3 separate regions of the Zea mays genome follow, and regions 2 and 3 are each linked to region 1. The links are chromatin contacts, called in public Hi-C maps. All regions are on one chromosome and are shown on one strand. The core of a region is the stretch at or near the end of the contact, and the rest is flanking DNA. Distances in the headings are between cores, read along the strand shown.

Region 1 (4,740 bases), core at 1,728-4,227:
GGACGCACGTACACCAGGCACAGACGCGCCCACGACGTCCGCGCGCACACGAGGAGCCAGCTTTCAGTGGCTGATAGGAAAGATAGGATTACTATCTTTTTGTAACCCCTAGAATTAAGGAGAGATTAGCTCCATTTAGTTGGGCCAGAGGCCATATATGCTTGTAACCAGATGCATTAACGGATTAAGTAAGAACCCTATTTCCTAAACTCTCTCTGCCTCTTCTCTCAACAAGCCGACGACTGAGGGGCAAAACCTCGTCGGCGACGATGGATCGTGGCTACGAACTCCGTAGCCAAAGGCCAGGTACCCTAGGTCTCGACGCCCTTGACAATTCAGTTCCAAGGATCACATGGGCTTGACAATACATAGTTTCTTCCTTTCTCACTAACTGAAGGGTTTATCAACCAGTAACCAAAATCTACACATCTCCGCAAAGATCTGTAGATCAGACTGCATACATGATACATCAGGTGAGCTGCAGTGCAGTGCTGCACATAGAATCCAGATTCCAGAGAAACAAGGTTGTAGAGTCTGAAAGTAGGCATGAGGTAGTACTGCAGTAGTGTCAGTGAACTGTTGTATACTATCCGAGCAAAAGCATTCTTTGACTTGAGAGCAGACCAACGCAAAATGACAATGAACCTTGACTTGAGGAGAATATTGGCCTGTTTGGTTTAGCTTTTTTCTGACCAACTTTTCTGATAATCTGGTTGTAGAGAGAATCTAGTTGTGCGAAGAATCTGTGTATCGTGGGGATTATGTGCAGAGGAATATGAAGGTGTCCATATGGTTCAATATCTAGAAAGTGATGAATTCCTACTATTGCAACGACTCGGCGGCCGTGTTGATTTTGGATGGTTTTACCAAATCGATTTTTATAGAAGTGTGCTGAAAAACTGAGCGTTTTTCGGTCCGCAGCGGTTTTTTGTGGCCAAAAGCTAAAAAAAAGCTGAAACCATATATTTGTCTCTTGGCAGCGGAATCCTGACAGCTGGTCAACTACTAAATTCAAGTTGGTTCAGACAGCAGTGAAAGCTCAACACAGTATGCAGACCACAACCTTGCCAAATAATCCCACACCATGAACAAAATGAACGAAAGGGCGAAAAATATCCTCTATGCTCCACAAAATGAACAAATAATTTGGTAATTCAGTGGCTGTTGTCTTATAATTGCATAAAATAAAAAATAGTGTGCCCATGTAAATGAGTTTTCAGACTCAAACGGTACCATGTGCATTTTATATTAATAGCTTAATAATATTTCAGCTAAGCACAAACAGGCTACAAGTCAGAAGTCAGGCGCACTTCATTTACATACCCGCAGTACAATTTCGCATGAAACATTGTCAATTTCGATTTCTTCAGTGCTCATATGAAAGTATTCTGTACCCTATATATACACACTGAACACCAGCATAAGAAACATAAACCACAGCGATGCGAAGATAGTTCTACTCACTGTCGGTTCCTCATTCTCCTAAATCCATGAATAATTTAATTTATCTTTAAAGCAAAGCCCAAAGAAGCTGGCAGAGGCCCCGAAACTGTCAACCAGGCAAACACGATCGTTCAGCAAGAGAATCAGAACTCACAAAGGTTGCCCCAGCATCAATGGAGTGACGCAAACCTTCTAGAACATCAAGTTCCCGTGACATCCCTCCTCCCCCTTCATCGATCCTGCAGTCCGCAACTTGAGGGCTTGAGCTCTTCTCCCAGCCACCACCTCCTACTACCTCCGAGCTGCCATCGAAGCGCAGAGCTGGATCAGCGCCGCACTCCACAGAGCCCGCGCTGCATGGCCTCTGAAACGGGGACACGCCGACCTCGGCGTCGATCCTGCCCCGGACGTCGAGCAGGAGGCCCCTGAGCCTCGCCACCTCCGCCTCCAGAGCCGCGTGGTCTTGCAGCCGCCGCACGAGCTGCTGGTTGGCGGCGCGCAGCTTCTTGACCTCCCCTTCCAGGAAGGCCGCGCGCGCCTTCTTCTTCTCGCGGTACTTGCGCACGGCTTCCCTGTTTCCCAGGGGCCTCCGCGGCTTCGCTGAGCCGTCGTCCTCCCCGCCGCTGCCCAGGACCTGGGTGTGCGTGTGCAGGCACGTGTGGGTATGCATGGCGGCCGAGGGGCCCGGAGGGTCGCAGCTGTGCGTGTGGGTGCAGGTGGTCGTGGTCGTGGCGCTGCTGAAGAACTCGTCGAAGCTGTGAGGCATCTCCGGGTGGGAGAAGAGCAACTGGCAGGGGAGGTCAGCTCCATCGTCCATTGTGGCGGAGAATGCGCCTGCCTGCCCGGAACAGATTTCTTCCCTCTGTGGTCAACGGACAAGGATGCCAGAGAAGAAACGGGGAGGGCGGGAGGCGAAGGAATCAGGAACTTGTTCGAAGGATGCTCCTTGAAGCTTTGAGAAGTGGATTTCTGATAATCAGCGGTTGCTGGGTGGCAAGCTGACGGATCACGAGTGAAACTAACTTGCAGGTGCAGGGCAGGGCAGTGGACCACATCAGTCACCACTGAGCAGTCGAGCCAGGGAGGATTGGAGAGACGGCAACGAACTCCTGCAAGGAATGGTGATCTGCCCTAACTGGGCGAAAAGCAATTCACAAGATTGAAGAGTTGGTCGGAAGGACCGCAGACGACGCCGGATCAGCGTGGTAGCCCGAGAAGGCGGTGGACTGGCCGGGAAAATAAAGCAGGATTCCGGCGAGACGGTATGAAAAAAACGGTGGGGCAAGGGTAGGCGGCAGGTCTCTCGCTCCCTCACCGCCGAGCTACTTCTAGCGGGGAGAAACTTTCTGTCCAGTTTCTACCTTCCCTTTCTCTCCTCTCTCTATCCCTTCTCGCCTTTGTCAGCTTCTTTCTTTCTCGTCTCACCCGCCACCGATCTTTTGGAGGAGAGGAGAATCCTGGAAAGGGAGGGGTGTTGTGTTGTGGAGGAGATGGACGCCGACGTGGTTGGTTTAGGGGCGGGGGTGGAGTCGTGGAGACGGAGGGAGGGGCGACGATCCCCGGACCTTGCCAGTGCTGGGAGGTTTATCGATCGCTCGCAATGATGAACCTTTTCGCTTGTGGTGGCCTACAACTGGCCTGTTCAGTTGGACTTTTTCGCGCTTTAAACCTTTTCCACTCCCTCCGTTCGAAATCAGTATTCGCTCATCAACTACTTTTTATATCTATATTCAAATATATTTTTATATCTATATTCAAATAGACGACGAAGTCATATATGCAAAACACATCCATTAATGTTAAATGAATCCACTAAATACCTGAAACGAATTTTAATTTGAGACAAAGAGTACTATATTAAGTGTTTAAATATAATAGAGCTAATAATTAGTTGCTAAAAAATTACTGGTAAAATTAGCTAACTAACAAATAGATAGCCAATTATTAGTTAATTTACCAAAAATAGCTAATAGAACTATTAGCTAGAGTGTTTGATATCTTCAACTAATTTTAGTAGCTAATTATTAGGTTTAGTACATTAAATACCCTAAAGCACTAATTTCAACATTGTCCTGCGTTACCATTCCCGTTTAATGTAAAAATAAAATAAAAAATATATGTAAAAATATGAGTTTAAACTTTAGTAGTTAGCTTCACATTGACATCCACTTAATCAATAGAACACATTTTTATGTCTTAATAAAATCTATTCATATAATTAATATATATATATATACCATGTCATGCAAGTTTTTTTTATTGCCTAGTTGACTATGCACATCATTGTTCATAAAAAACACGCATGCAGAGAAGTTTTTTTAAGAACAAATTATAAAGAAGCGCTATGGAGAAACAAGCATAAAACTTTCAGCATCCAGGTGGTGTTTACTAGCTCGACCTCGGTTAGAATCCCCGAATTGGGCATGCTGCGCTCAGGGTCGCATGGCAAGCAGTGGCCGATTCTCGTCCAAGTTTGTGTCTGCTCTCTGCTGTGCGTAAGTCTGACGAACTTCAAATGGGCTGCGAGGAGCGAGTGGGGAACAGAAATCAACATGGAAACAAGAACGGAAGGACAAGAACAAATTAAGACCAGGTAACAGCTACATCACTAAAGTCAAGCTAGTCCATCGGTACAGACATCTCCCAGGGAAGGACCTAAGTCCCTTTTGTACATGGCTTACTTTGAAGAAGATTAGAGGTATCCATTGTTTCGATGATTAACCAAACGGCTTCAGGTAGCTGTAGCTTGCTGTGCGTTGAGTTCTTCAGCGGGTAATGAGATAAATAAACTTGTTCAACAGGGGAAAAAAGAACTTGCATGCAGGCAGCCGTGAACCAGTATTACTACCAGGCTACCAGCTTGCAGTTGATGGTTAGGTAACGCCCGTCTGGAGACGTGACCGTACTGCCGCTTGCGCTTGATGGTTAGGTTACGCCCGTCTGAGCTCTCAGAGTCCAGCTGTTTTGACCAAACAACATTTCTTCCCAGTACCCTGATACCATTCATGGGACTAAGAAGAAACCCTGCAGTTCCCTCCACATTTTCTCATCCGGGCTTGGGACCGGCAAAGGCAGTGTTAAACCGCAAACAAACAACAAATCAGGAAACACAAACAATTACACACAAAGAAGATCGTGCTCCCAGACATAATTTGAAAAAAAAGATAAGCAAGTGGACAGCTAAAAAACAGCCAGTGTACACTCGTGCAATCTTATGTACAGTTAAGACATCCAGCATATCACAAAAAACTGACCGCAATACATTTCTTAGCGCCAACATGGACATCATAAGGCACT
Region 2 (4,521 bases), core at 368-2,867, 140 kb after region 1:
AATAACTGTCAAAGGTAACTGTGGAGCATCTCATGATTTGTACATGCGAACATTATAAAGCGCAACATAGAACATCGTGACAACGTCAGAATCAGACATATGAAATAAAAAATAAAATAAAAAACATGTAATAGAGAAAAATAAAAAGTATGCCAGTTGAATATTACCTAAACAATCTAAAATATATCATAGAACATTTTGCAAGTGCTACATAAATACTCAAAGATAAACATAGAACATCTTATTTATACTACGTGAACTTTCAAAACTATACCATAGAATTCTCTCACAAAAAAACATGAACCATTAGAAGAGATTTTTTAAACTAATTATAGTAATAAAATAAATATTAAAAAATAAAAATGATAAATATCTATTATATAAATTATGCAAAATATGATTCAAACCATGTTATTGTTGTTGTCCTAACCTACATTTACACACCAAGTCAACAAAATACACATGTCTTTATGTTTTATAATTGATATTTGTAAATGGAAAATGTAGCAATATGTAATATACATGCACTTTGCTAATAAAACTAAAAGAACAAAAAAATCAAAGAAGATAAATAGAATGGGAAAAGAAATAGGAAAAAGTATATAAAAATAAAATAAAAACGCCTAATACTTCCAAGAAGTAGAGAAGAAAAAGAAAACTAAAATAAAATAAAGAAAAATAATAAAAAGGAATTAGAAATATAAGACTAGTTTGGAGACTTATACACCGTTTGTTTTCCTTCTAGATTATATAGTTGATTATGGTGGAAGGATATGATGGTAAAGTAGCAAGATCACAAATAAACTAAAATAAGTTACCAAATACTAACTTATTTATATTATCAAAGTGATATTTTACTCTCTTTCAATTTATATAATTTAGCAGGAAAACAAACACACCCTTAGGGTTAGTTTGGGAGTCACAAAACCGGAGGAGGTGGAGGAGCTATAATCCCTTTATTGTTCAAAATTGAATAAGAATGAGCTTTTAGCTACTACATTCCCCTCCGGATTTGTGACTTCAAACTAGCCCTTAAATTCCTTCAGAGATTATGGACCTGTTTGGCATGGCTATAGAGTAAAACTCTAAGGATGAGCTGACCAGAGCATGCCAAACACTCTAACTCCAGAGTTGTAAGCTCTATGAAGTTTTTGGAGCTACAGTACAATTTTTTAAAGTACCTATTTTGCTGCTCCGAAAACTCAAAAAAGCATTCTAGTTATGGAGTTTAGATTTATTTAACCGTCACTGCCACCGGTTACGACAAAAAAATCTAAACTCTAGAGCACTACCAAACACGTCCTAAGTGAGAAATTAAGTGACAATCAAGTTTAAGTTTCTAAAGTAGCCCTAATAAAGGAAAGAAGGAAAAAACGCACTGTTTGGAAGAGAGCACTTCGTGGAGAAATTATAGAGAAGGAGCAAAGGCGATTCGTTTTTCTCATGCTCGCTTACCGCATTGGATTGTGCCCCGGAGTTGGTGCTGGTAGCTGAGCGCGACCGCCTGAACCGAGAGAGCCGAGCCGCCGAGCGGGCGTCGCCACCAACCCCACCCGGAGCAGAGTTCAAAGGGCGGCGCGGCGCGGCCGCGGGCCTCCTCGGTCGTGCCGATTGACAGCAAGTTTGCGCTGGGATTTGGTATTTCTGGCCGCCCAACCCCACAAAACCCCCACGAAACCCACCCGCATTTCCCCTGTGCAGCTGTGCTGGCCAAGTCGTCTGGACTCTGGAGCCTGTCTGCCCGTCCCGGTTCAGCTTGCTCGCCTCGCTTATGAGTTCTGAGCTGTGACAAGAACTCAGGAGGTGGTTGACGGGTGAAGCGATGGTGGGGAGCTACGCGAACGGTGGCGGGGCTGCGCCGGCGGCGGTAGCGGCGGAGAAGCTCGACGAGCTGCGGCTGCTGCTGGGGAAGTCGGACGGCGACACGCTGCGGGTCGTCGGGGTGGGCGCCGGGGCGTGGGGGAGCGTGTTCTGCGCGCTTCTGCAGGACGCGTACGGCCGGCACCGCGACCGGGTGCAGGTGCGCGTGTGGCGCCGCGCCGGGCGCGCCGTAGACCGCGCCGACGCCGAGCGCCTCTTCGAGGTCATCAACTCCCGCGAGGACGTGCTGCGCCGGCTCATCCGCCGCTGCGCCTACCTCAAGTACGTCGAGGCGCGGCTCGGGGACCGCACGCTGCACGCCGACGAGATCCTCCGCGACGGCTTCTGCCTCAACATGCTCGACACCCCGCTCTGCCCGCTCAAGGTCGTCACCAACCTGCAGGAGGCCGTTTGGGACGCCGACATAGTTATAAACGGCCTGCCCTCCACGGAGACCAGGGAGGTATTCGGGGAGATCGGGAGGTACTGGAAGGAGCGGATCAGCCAGCCGCTCATAATCTCGCTGGCAAAGGGGATCGAGGCGTCGCTCGACCCTGTGCCCCGGATCATTACGCCCACGCAGATGATCAGCAATGCAAGTGAGTTCTTTGCTCAAGTCTCGTTGTGATCTAGCAGTACTATGTTCTCATGGTTGAGTTACTAGTTTCGATGATCTCGTACCTCTGTATACTTGTGGAAGTGGGCCTAACAAATTTATTTGAAGATCTAAATGCTGCTCCACTGGCTCTACATACAGTACCCCTGTACTGTCCCTGATGGAATTTTTCTGGATAATCATCATGATCTGTATCCGTGGCCCTTCATAATATTTATTGCTTATTTTATAATTATCTGGGTGGTACTCCCTCCATCCCAAATTACAAGACATCTCAACTTTTTTGGAGGCAAAACATTCCAAATTTGACCAAATTTATGTAATATTAAAATACCAAATAACTATCATTAGATTATTTATTAATTATATTTTTTATAATATACCTATTTGATATCATAAATCTCTGTACTTTTTCTATGGTTTTGGTTTGACTCTCCGATAAAGTTGGAATGTCTTGTAATTTATGATAGAGGGAGTAGTATATTATTTGCCTGCTGTTGATTATATGAAGAGCTAGTTAATGTCCGCTCCCTAAGGGTCTGCCCACGTGTTATGTTTGCTCCGCAATCCTTGATTCCCTTATGAACTTGTAAAAACACTTTAGCAGGGTACATTGGGATTATTACTGAACATTGTTTGTTCTGGTTTCTACCTGTCGCCTATTTTACCGAACTGATACTAACACCCTGCTCTTTATCTCAATTCTGTATACTATACTGTTGGTTTGCTTTTGTGGTTGTTGATCATGGATTCTTACTGCAGCTGGAGTTCCCTTGGAGAACATTCTATATCTTGGAGGCCCAAACATTGCTTCTGAGATTTATAACAAAGAATATGCGAATGCTCGCATATGTGGAGCTGACAAGTGGAGGAAACATCTTGCAAATTTCTTGAGGCAACCTCATTTTATTGTATGGGACAATAGTGATCTCATTACTCATGAAGTCATGGGCGGCTTAAAAAACGTATATGCCATTGGGGCCGGTAAGTTATTTGATCCAGAAAAATGGAATTTCCATTTGCTCTCTTTTCCCAGTTCTTATGAGATACTTGGTCAATCATTGCATATTTGATGTTTCATCAAACCAATAAAAATGCCACTTTGGCATCTTATGTTCAGTATTTCCTTCCCTGTTTCATGAAGCATGCCTTTTGCATTGATTTGATGCTGCAGTGATTTTGTTGCTGCCAAATGCAATGTTGCTTATATTTGTCAGATTGAACAGAATCACACTGTAGCTAATACAGTATGCAAAGCTCTCATGTCATAGATTAAGAAAACTCAAAACCAGTGATTAACAAAATGGTAGACCTGGGAGAGTGCCCCCATATTCTTTATCCACTTCTACCTAGTTATTCTAGAGCCTAAGGCTATCCGCACTCATACAACTCTAAATTTGTACTCTAAAAGAAATATTCTATCCTTGTCAACAAAATTCTTTACCCTATACTACAATCCTCCGCAGTCATATTAACTCCATGTCTCAACCCTATATCAACTACCTTATATTATATCATTTTTTCAATTCTTTCCATACACACGCTGCTGTAAGCTCATGGTGCAGTGGATACAATTGCTTTCGTACTGACGCAGTGACGCTAGGTATACCGTCCGTCCGCTCCTTCTACGCCAAAATAGCGTAGCACACCCAGTCAACCACTGCAGCAAAATTTGTACGCTATATCGGGTAGCGCATTACATCCAGTGCCTCACGGTCAGCCTAATATATGTACCATATTGCTGAACATGGTCTTATCGTGCAGGTATGGTGGCGGCCCTTACGAATGAGAGTGCAACCAGCAAATCAGTATACTTTTCACTTTGCACATCGGAAATGATATACATCACTCATCTTCTAGCACCAGAGCCCGAGAAACTTGCAGGACCCTTATTAGCTGATACATACGTCACACTGCTGAAAGGTCGCAATGCATGGTATGGGCAGAAGTTAGCTAAGGGAGAACTGACTCTAGAAATGGGGGACAGCATCAAGGGCAAAGGGACTATCCAGGTTTGTGCTGCCAACCCACCATTTGGACAATGT
Region 3 (4,709 bases), core at 1,959-4,458, 170 kb after region 1:
AAAGGTAAAGGAGGGTTCTAGATGACACTATTGGAGGCTGTCTAAAGCGAAAAAAAATTGTGCCAGAGACCAAACAGTAATTTTACAATGTCATGGCCCAGAAAAAGATTCAGCAGCAGAACTCCATAACGTAAAATCTAGATTCTAACGAGGCATGACGCTAGAGTTTGCTTCTTTGACAAAGAACAGAAAAGAAAATTCACACTTAGCTCGGCAAAGCTGGTCCTGGTGCACAAAGGATAAAACTCCTAGTTACCAATGGTTGAATAGGCTAGGTTACCTTCGAAGGGTTTTTATGTAATTTGTTACGTCACAAAGGAAAGATGACTCAGTAAGCATATTACTTGGGTCGCTTACTCCTTGTTCAAACGATTTCCAGAGCTCTATAAATCATTGATCTCCTACATTTCGAGCGGCTGAGGAGGAGCAAGCAAGAATGTAGCAAGTATACAATGGTACATGAAGATGATGCGGTGGCGTGCGCTCCCTGTGGTTGAGCCAACAATCCTGGCCTTGCGCACCTTATTCAGGTGGGAGTCCCTCCCCCGGTAACTTCCAAAAAAGAAGATGAAACAAAATGAAAACTTGCTTCATACAGTCACAGTGGCTGCTTCATCCAATGCAGTAACTCCTGGAAGCTCCTTTCCTTCCAACAATTCCAAGCTGGCACCACCTCCGGTGGAAATGTGGCTCATAACGTCAGCAACTCCGACCTTCTCAACGGCGGCGACAGAGTCTCCACCTCCGATGATAGTTGTCACACCCTTGCGGCTAAGTTCTGCCAACTTCTTTGCCACAGCCTACAAAAGAGATATCAGGGTTAGGTTTCTTTCACTGTAACCTCCAGACAGTCCTCAGTTCGATAGCTAAGCTACATCAGTATGGTTGATCAGTGCTTTACCTCAGTTCCTATAGCGAACTTGTCATATTCAAAAACACCCATGGGCCCGTTCCAGATGACAGTCTGGGTTGTTTCCAGGGCTGCGTTGAATGCAGCAATGGAATCTGGGCCAATATCCAGCCCCATCCAACCATCAGGAATTGCAGATGCTGGAACAATCTGTAGAAAAAAATATACGGTCAAGTTTCTTCCTGAGATATGCTTCAACTTTGCTACAGAAGAACCGCTGGTTAGGAAAGGAGAAGATGCAACAAACCTGGCTGTTAGCATCAGGAGCAAACTTATCAGCGATGACAACATCGGTTGGCAACATAAGGGAGACACCCTTTTCCTTAGCCTTTGCAAGTAGAGATGTTGCAAGATCGAGTTTGTCTTCCTCAACCAACGAAGCACCGACAGAAAGACCTTGTGCCTTGTAAAATGTGAAGATCATACCACCACCCAAGAGAAGGATATCACACTTCTCCAACAAGGATTCAATAACCCCGATCTTGGATGACACCTTTGAACCACCCACGATGGCAGCAAATGGGCGTGTAGGGCTTGAAACAGCTCCGACAAGGTAGTCAAGCTCCTGCAAATTGATTTTGTTAAATATAAAAGGATCAGATTGAGATTGAGGGGAAAGTGAAAATAATCGCTATTTTCTGTTTTATGTAGCATTGTTTTTCTTTGATGCCATCTTTCATAGTTTCTATGTTACAAAATGGAACATGTAAACATAGAAAAAGAAATATAACCTTCTGCAAAAGGAACCCTGCAACAGAAGGCTTCAAGAACTTTGTAACTCCCTCAGTCGATGCATGTGCCCTGTGGGCTGTTCCAAACGCGTCATTAACGTAAAGATCTGCTACGGAGGCAAGCTTCTGCGCAAACTCTGGGTCATTCTTCTCCTCTTCCTTGTAGAATCTTACGTTCTCAAGGAGCAAAACCCCACCATTGGGCAAGGCGGCCACCAGCTTCTCAACTTCAGGGCCAATAACATCGTCGGCTTTTTGCACCTATTCGTGGGTATAGTACACACGCTTTAGTCAGAACAATCAATTAGCACAAGTGATTTAATTAGAAGCACCAATGATGTAGAATAAATCAATACCTGAATGCCAAGAAGCTCAGACAACCGTGCAACAAGGGGGGCTAAGCTAAACTTGGGTGTAAAACCCTTAGGGCGACCCTGCACATCCAGAGCAAAATGGAGGATTTTAACCATAGTTGGATGACAAGGAAATTAAGCAGCTAACCGAGAAAAATATATTGCTTCAGCTATATTTCATAAAATTATCATTGAACACTGGAAGCAAATATGCAATTAATATCCAGTGTGCATATACAAAATCACGAGTTTGATTAAACACTGTCATTGTGCAGATCCTTGGCTCCTACATTGTGGGTGTCTGCGAGATCCTTGGCTCAGCCTTCTTCTACTTTTATTTTTTTCTAGAAGGATTCTCTTTTACCTTTGCATCAATTCCTAGTTTGTGCCCAAAAACGAAAATAGAAGTGATCCAAGGAGTACTGAATTCCTACATTGTCTATGCGTGCGAAGAGCATTACTTCCCCAAATGAGATGAGATACGGGAAGGGCGTAGGGGCGGGAACTCACCAAGTGGCTTGAGAGGATGACTTTGGCGCCCTTGCCGAGGAGGTACTGGATGGTGGGGATGGCGGCCCGGATGCGGGTGTCGTCGGTGATGTTCTGGTTCTCGTCGAGCGGCACGTTGAGGTCGGCACGCACGAAGACGCGCTTCCCCTTGAGGTCGGCCTCCGTGAGGTCCCCGACGCTCTTCTTCGCCATGGTGGCCATGGCCCGCGTGCCGCGCGCGGAGGACGCCTGCCGGCACCGCGACGCGACGTGGACCGCGAGCCGCGCGTCGCCCGCCGCGAACGCCAGCGACCGCGCCGGCTGGCGCGCCGCGGCGAGGCCTCCCCTGCGGAGCGGGGCGGCGGCCGCCCTGCTTGCCGCACGGGCCGCGAGGGAGAGGGAGGTTGGCGGGGCGGCCGCGGACGCCATTGAGATTCGGGCGGCGGCGGCGGCGAGTGGAGTGGAGAGACAGAGAGGGAGTGATTTGGGAGCGCGGGAGGAGGGGGGCACTTGTGGGTCGTGGCTTTGTCTGTGGACGAGAGAGTGAGGCGGGGATTTGCTTATCGCTGGCGAGAGGTCGGGACGACGGTTCCGGTGGGGTGGGTGCGGGCTGCGGGGGGAGGAGACGGCGGTATAATCGATCACGGCGATGGCGACGTGTGGGGGCTCGGTGGCTTCGATTTCCCCTGTCCTTTGTGTGATCTTGGATCGCCGCCCCTTCGCACTTGCACACTTTGGAGCAGGACAGCAGGGACTGAGAAGAAGGTCAACGTCATCAGGTAACAACGTAACAGTAACACCATAACATACGCAGGCTGCGGCACACCACGAGTCAACACAAAGTGTCAATTCTGTTACACACACAACACAACGTAGCATCCCGTAAAATGAACTAATGAAGCCTGAAATTCACTGTACACGGAGTTTATTTCGTCTTCAGCAGATGAAGGGCAGCGTGGCGTGCTCGTCGCTGCAGTAGAGCCCGGGCTGCTGCGTGTACCCCTGCCTGGACAGCAGCTCCCGCGCCCGGACCACCAGCTCTCGGTTCGTCACCGCCAGCGCCACGCCGCGCTTCTTGCCGTCCCCGGCGAGGATGGTCTGGATCACGTTGCTCAGCGCGCCGTAGGACATGCCGTCGGCCGTGGTCGCGTCCGCCGAGGTCTCGTCCGTCTGGCACCCGCTGATCAGGACGCCGTTGCGCGGCGGCACCCTGGCCGCCGCCGCCGCCGCAGCCGGCCCCGCGTACACTTCCTCGACGCTGTGCGCGTCCTGCGCCAGGGTCTCCTCCACCTCTGCCTCCCTGGGAACGCGCGACTGCTCCTCCGCTTCCTTGCCGTCGTGCCGGAGCTTGCCTAACAGCATGGCCTTCATGAACCTCTTGACCTTGGGGCTCGCCTCGTCGCCGAAGTGGTGGAACAGCGTCGTGCGGATGGAGCCCACGCCGACGTCGTGCCTTCCGGTCTTGTCCCTGAGCATCTGGATGAACGTCGACAGCGGCAGCGACCGGTTGCTGATGCTGCTGCTATTGCTGTTGCCCTGCTGCTGGACACGGCAACGACTGCAGTGGATGCACCCCAGAGACTCCAGCACGCCACGGACGATTCGCGCGAGGGAGACGCGGAGTGCGGAACCGGGAGCGGGAGGAGGAGGCTTCATTTCGCGCTCTCGGCGCTGCTGGGTTCTGTTCTGCTTGGTGCTGTTCCCGATTTGCTCCTTGGTCTTGTCGATCAGGCCGCCGCTGTGGCACGAGTCCGAGACCATGGTGAAGCGGCAGCCGTCAGGGACCTTGGCCACGAGATCCGTGAAATCTTGGTCTGCATGGAGATCAGGAAAAGGTGCATATGGCAGCCCACAAAATTATCTAGTCGTTTGTTAATTACATGATAGATTTGCGACCCATACATGCAACCCTTGTTACTAAGCTCGTCTTCGGAGGGGATACTGTATGAAGGCTAGCGGAACCTAACCATCAGATACCAACGGTGTGCCTACGAATGCAACTAACGCTCGATCCTAAGTGCTCGCTGCTAAACGCAGAGAAAAACAGATGGGAGAGCACACCTTTGATCAAGTTGAGGTCGCATGGCACGATGCACTCGTCGTACCCGGTGTCGTCGTCCTCCCCAGTCTCGGCGGGGAGCTGCAGGCCGTGGCCGCTGTAGTGGAAGAAGAGCGCGTCCCCGGGGCGCGCGCCCGCCACGAGCCGCTCGAGCTCCAGCCGGATGT

What was found. Hi-C and Micro-C count contacts between places; a contact is called where the count stands out from the background.
Region 2: a contact with region 1 is called in a Hi-C map of tassel, with 5 times the contacts expected there. The contact joins the promoter of LOC100191807 here to the promoter of LOC100191786 in region 1. A contact is called at or near these places in 13 of 25 Hi-C or Micro-C datasets (ear, endosperm, leaf and 4 more) and 2 of 3 datasets of contacts at active chromatin or transcription factors (leaf and seedling).
Region 3: a contact with region 1 is called in a Hi-C map of ear, with 2.4 times the contacts expected there. The contact joins the promoter of LOC103635817 here to the promoter of LOC100191786 in region 1. A contact is called at or near these places in 2 of 25 Hi-C or Micro-C datasets (bundle sheath and ear).

What each region holds. Positions count from the first base shown.
Region 1 is chr8:123,358,274-123,363,013 of Zm-B73-REFERENCE-NAM-5.0, forward strand. It overlaps LOC100191786, which reads right to left and starts at 2,978. Exons shown (of 2, transcript NM_001137211.1): 1 at 1,633-2,978; 2 at 1,246-1,549. The coding sequence starts at 2,260. The coding sequence ends at 1,500.
Region 2 is chr8:123,503,115-123,507,635 of Zm-B73-REFERENCE-NAM-5.0, forward strand. LOC100191807 (glycerol-3-phosphate dehydrogenase) reads left to right here and starts at 1,618. Exons shown (of 5, transcript NM_001137232.1): 1 at 1,618-2,459; 2 at 3,239-3,460; 3 at 4,241-4,488. The coding sequence starts at 1,823.
Region 3 is chr8:123,531,716-123,536,424 of Zm-B73-REFERENCE-NAM-5.0, forward strand. It overlaps LOC103635817 (phosphoglycerate kinase, chloroplastic), which reads right to left and starts at 3,209. Exons shown (of 6, transcript XM_008658193.4): 1 at 2,505-3,209; 2 at 1,998-2,075; 3 at 1,642-1,902; 4 at 1,158-1,475; 5 at 902-1,060; 6 at 277-800. The coding sequence starts at 2,912. The coding sequence ends at 591. LOC100285605 (metacaspase type II) reads right to left here. Exons shown (of 2, transcript NM_001158496.1): 1 at 4,545-4,709; 2 at 3,246-4,297. The coding sequence ends at 3,420.